Linked DNA regions of Camelus bactrianus: region 2 is linked to region 1. A link is a contact called in public Hi-C data. All regions are on one chromosome and are shown on one strand. Each heading gives the region's core, a stretch centred on a gene start, on an enhancer-like site or on the middle of the called end of the contact. The rest is flanking DNA. Distances are from core to core; before and after follow the strand shown.

Region 1 (2,660 bases), core at 90-2,589:
TGCTTTTCTAACTTAACTAAGCATTTCCCATGCATTGTGGCTGTAACGTTTGCAGTTTGGGATGCAATAACAATACCACCATAATTTTTTTTCCTTTTCAGTTTCACAAACAGAAGATTCGTTCTTACCATAGACCTTAGCAATCTTTAGTATATGACTTTTTTTCCTTTCCTTATTAAATGGAGAGCTTTCACTTTTCACTTAAAAGAAGGGCTTCGCAGCTTCTCTTTGGCATATCCAAATTGCCAGTATCACTACTCTTGTGCTTTGGGGCAATTATTAAGTAAAATTAGAGTTACTTGAACATAAGCACTATCATACCTCAATAGGCCATCTGATAATTGAGAGGGCTGCTAAGTGACTACTGGGTGGGATATGCTGGACAAAGGGATAATTAACAACCCTAGCTGGTACGGACCAATATTTCATCATACTACTTTAAAAGGTGTGCAATTTAAAACTTACGAATTATTTATTTCTGGAATTTTCCACCTAATATACTTATACCGCAGGTGACTGTGGTAACTAAAACTGTGGGGTGGGAAAAGTGACCGGATAAGGGGCGACTACTGTAGACACAGGATTGTTTTCATTTAAAGCAGGTAATTATAGGCACAGTGAAAGGGTCCAAGAACCAACAACTCCTGTTTCATGCTGCCTAACCTCTTCCTTCTCAATTCAAGCAAGTAGTAGGATGAAGAAGTGTGTACTTAAGATTCTGAAAACCCTCAGATTCCACTCCGAAAGCCAGAAATGTACACCAGTCTGCAAGGGCCCAGAATACTTAAGTGCTGGAACTCGCAGCGCCAAAAGGGATCGGAGGCAGGAGGAGAGGGAAGAGGCGCAGGGGGGCCATACCTCGGGTAAAGGGCCTGGAGCGTGAGATCGCGGTAGTCCGGGATCCCCTTCCCGCGGAGTGGGGGCTAGGAGCCCCAGGGCTCGTGCCTCTGGCCCACGTCGGCCCCGGCCCGCAGCGGCCGAGCCGCAGGTGACGCTCCTCTCCTCCGTGAGGTTCCCTAACACCGAAACAGCTCGGGAGTTCAAATTTGAAGAGCCCGCCCTCCGGCCTGCCCAGGATTGGCGCGTTGAAGAATTGCGTCACCGTGCGTCTCACCCGGACATAAGAAAACTAAGAGTAGGCCCTGCTCCGCGTGGGCAATGTTGTTTCCACAAAAACTGGGCAACCCCAAGCTGCCACGGGTACTCGGCACGCACCTCTGGTTGTCCTCAGACTTCGTTTCGAATTCAGAGAGAGGACCCGCTTCGCCTTCCGTCGCTCCTCCCGAAATGCTCTGCGGCAGGAAGGCCTACGTCAGACGTCTCCTGGACTCACCGGCGCTCCGGCAGCTTCTTAAGTTTGTCCCTTCCCGGCTGCCTTCCTGCCCTACGGGTGTGAACGCCTACAGCTTTTGGTCATCGGTTCCTTCCACGTGGGAGCGAACAGCTTGCTGAATACGTTTGACAGAGCGTTTAGTTTTCTCAGGCCGCGAGATATTTGAGGCCAAAAAAGAGTGCTTTGTACTTGAGGAGATGACGGACTGAATGCAAAGTTATACTTGCAATGGGCTGTTTAGTTTGAGCTGTTCCCCCAGAAAGTGTGAGTTTTTTTAACCTGACGGTCTCCAATCCTAAAAGCATTAATCTCGGCTATTCTGGGTTGTGGTGCAGTTCGTGATAGTCACGTTTAGACTGAGTCTTGCCTAAGACTGCGCTCTGCTCTAACCACCACCGCGGAGTACTGTGTATCCTTCGCCTCAGCACCCCGACAAGATGTAGTCGCCAGCTGGAAGCACTGTGTAGGGTACCTTGTTTCAGTCTTGGCGGAGAAGGAGGAACCCGGGGAGTTAGTTAACTAGTGTTTTCAGCCCTAAATCCCTTCCAGCTGTAATCCTGCATTTTCTCTTCATGAACTCCGTCCCTCTCCCCACCAAGCCAGCATTTAGGACTGGAGAGTATATTTTTGCCTCCCTTCCTCCCCCCAATTCTCAGCATCCTAGAATCATGTATCGCATTTGTCCAGTAAGACTGAACTGAAATGGTTGTAATGGATTTTTTTAAAGTGACTTTTGCAATCCACTTTTCTAAATCCTGTATCCACTAAATTTTGTGCTCACGAAATAACGCAGAATCTAAAATATACATTTAAAACATGAAATGAATTCAAGTAAGGAAAAGAAACCAGTTGGGGGTGGTAGGAGGGAAACAAATCTGCATAGATAAAGTGAAGTTTCTGTCTAGCAGCATAATGAGAAAATGGCTGGTCATGGATTTGCACCAAATCTGTGGGAAAAGCCAGACTTATATGTTTAGTGACATCTATGAAATATACTTTGTGGAACAGAGGGACTTTGAAGAGACAGTCATACTCCAAAGCATCTGATATAGAAGTTATGGAAAGTTTCTGTTCCTGATGATGAGGTATCCATAGCTCACACATTCAGCCAAAATAGGAACCTTGAAATATTAAGGGCAGACACTCAGAAATACAGACTTTAATTTTTTTTTTTTTTTAGTTAGCTACTTCTCCTGTGGGAAGTAACTAGGATCTAGCATGCTCCAGGTTAAAGAGCAACAGGATTTTTACATAAGGATGACTAATAATTTTCCAAGGAAAGATGGATAAAAGTGTGTATTAAAAGTGTGATGAGAAGGCATACAGG
Region 2 (2,660 bases), core at 96-2,595, 260 kb before region 1:
CATCTATGGAATGCCATAAGAAATAAGAAAAACCAAGAGACTAAAAAGAGGAGATTTTTGCCAAAATAATTAATTATTCCTTTTTGGGCATAGCCTCTTTCTTACTCCTCTGCTCTGAGAGATGTCTATTTCTTCCCAACTCCACCGGCAATGTTTATCTTGAGTGAGACAAGCTTCTCTCCCAGAAGTTCCATCCGTCTATCACCAGAGTCCCCGAGAGAGGTCCATGAGGAAACTCCCTGACATAACCCTGCCTGACCATTAAATTAGTCAAGAAGGTGTCCAAGACTCTGCCAGACTCAGCTGTGACTGAGGACCACAGTGATGTACTGGGCTGGCCTTAAGGTCTGTGCATTGTGTATTCTGAAGGTTGAGTTTCCCTTTCCAGACAATCTTCTTTTTTTTTCTCGCACAGCCAGATGGGGAATATCTCAACAGTATCCCCATTTCTAATTGCGAATGAAGGTAGTTTTCCAGGATAGCCTGTGTACTCCGGGAGCAGAGCCACGTGGGCTTTGACTATTTAAGGGAGGATACAAGAACTAGGATCTACTGAAGAATAGTGGTTGTGCCCACCAACTCTAGCACTAAGCAGCTCTAGCTTCAATGTCTAGCTGTCTGTCAATGCGTAGGAATTTCTCATCTCCAAAACTCAATTTTTCATCTCTATAATGGAGCTAAAGCTATCTAATTCCCTTAAATGTTATTAATTTTCACTGTAAATTACAATATATTGGCCAATTATTACCTTGAACACTACAGATAGCACTTAACATACTAATTCAACTTTCCCTAAATATATACTTAAAAGTTTGAATACTTATAATTTACTGAGAAAACAAAGCTTTCCCTTTTAGAGTTAAGAATCTGAAAACACCAGACCTAGAAGCAAACCAAAATCAAGTAAAGTCCTAAAATGGTACAAACCTCAAAACGGCCAAGCAGGTTTGCCAACAAAGCTCCGCCTCCGTGCAAATCCTTCCCACTTCCGGCAGCCCTGCCCATTGCCTAACACTGGAACCCCGCCCCTCCCTGAGAAGTCCCGCCCCCTGCACCTGATCCTGGTTCCTATTGGGCAAATCTGGATGCTGTGTACACATCCAACACACGCACGTTTGGACCCGGCGTCTTCGCGCGTGCGCAGCAGCGCCGTCAGGCAGCTAGGGACTGGGCACTGGGGGCTGGGGGGCGGGGGGGCGGAGGTCAGGCCGAATCTTCCTCCGTAATAAGAAGCTACGCGTCCCGCGGTCCTGGCTCCGTGGGTCCGGTCGGATCGGGCCTGGGCGCTGGAGCTGCTGTGGCTCCCGCCGCGGCGGGTGCTATGGGGGCCGTGCCGGAGCCCGGCGCTCACGCCCGGGGAAGCCGAGACAGCCGGCGGTGCTAGTAGATGAGGCGGCGGCGGCGGCGGCGGCAGCACGGGCTCTCCATGAGCAAGCGGCGGCGGCGACGGGTGCGGCGGCACCGGCGGTTTTCGGTCCCTGGGGAGGTACGAAAAGTCGGCTTCCTGGTGGACGGAGACTGGCCGGTGTGGGAACGCCTTCCGATGCCCGGCTCTCCCGCCTATTACCCGCAGTCCCAGGCGCTCTGCGGGGCCGCTGCCCGAACGCAGGCTGGGGACACCCAGCTCTCTCACCGCTTCCCGGTTCGGGGACCCGGCCGCCCTGCGGGGCCAGCGGTCAGTGCCAGGCCTTCCCGGGCGCTGTGGGCCGGGGGCGGGTTGGGCGTGGCCGGAGTGCAGGGGATGGAGGAGGGCGCCTACCGTGGGCCCCGCGGGTCCCTGCACCGAGACCCGTGCTGCTTCTAGCGGGAGCGCGGGCCCCTTTTCCGGATTATTTCGGGGCGCTGACTAGGGAGGGAACTTAGGACCCCCGAGCTCTTAGGGATTCCGGCACTTAATGCCTTCGTCAAATGGACTGGCCCTCACGACCAGCGTGGAGTACAGATTGTCACCCGTGGAAATGACCGCAGAAGGAAGGTGTCGTTTTGCCAAGAAAATAGAAGTCGGGGGAGTTTTCTGGGTTTATTGAAACTAGAGGGCTTGTTGAGGCTGGAAAATGAAGCCAGCAGGATACTTTCTCCAGGGCTTCTAAATCAGTGCGTAACTAAACTATGTTTCCGAAGGTGTGGCCAAACTTAAAGACAATTTTAAGTAAAGCTGTTTGCAGCCATTTCTCCATCTTTTTTAGTCATTTTTATTGTAATTTACTTTGGGGCAAATCACGTTACTGAAGAAGCTAGACTAGGTGTCCTGTAGTTTTTTTCAATTCTCTCTTATCCTCCCCACTTTTTTCCATAGAAAAAGGCTAAAGAAGTTAGTTTCATTTTATGTGTGTATATATTTTTAATACACGTATGTAGTTTATATATATATTTGTAGATTAATTCTCCCGAAGTGTAACTATTACTTTACAGAGCTATAGTTACTCATTTGGTCGTGTCTAAAAGATAATTTGGTTGAGAAATATTACAGAGATTTATAATTTCTTTCCAATACAATATTTAGAAATCTGAACTCAGGCTCTTAATCATACGACCTTGCTACAAAATTCTTTAAAATTCAACAAAAATCAATCAAACCATAAAGTTATTTTCAAAGTATTTAAATGCCCTATGATTTTTTAAAAATATGCTCCTAAACATGTCAGTTCCTATTAAGAAGA

Evidence for each region. Hi-C and Micro-C count contacts between places; a contact is called where the count stands out from the background.
Region 2: a contact with region 1 is called in a Hi-C map of liver, with 8 times the contacts expected there. The contact joins the promoter of DORIP1 here to the promoter of MIS18BP1 in region 1. A contact is called at or near these places in 2 of 2 Hi-C or Micro-C datasets (blood and liver).

What each region holds. Positions count from the first base shown.
Region 1 is chr6:46,868,195-46,870,854 of ASM4877302v1, reverse strand. MIS18BP1 (MIS18 binding protein 1) reads right to left here and starts at 1,339. Exons shown (of 15, transcript XM_074365580.1): 1 at 1,216-1,339.
Region 2 is chr6:47,125,743-47,128,402 of ASM4877302v1, reverse strand. DORIP1 (dopamine receptor interacting protein 1) reads left to right here and starts at 1,345. Exons shown (of 5, transcript XM_074365585.1): 1 at 1,345-1,486. It overlaps LOC123611833, which reads right to left and starts at 2,428. Exons shown (of 16, transcript XM_074366584.1): 1 at 2,411-2,428; 2 at 928-1,846. The coding sequence starts at 2,428. The coding sequence ends at 929.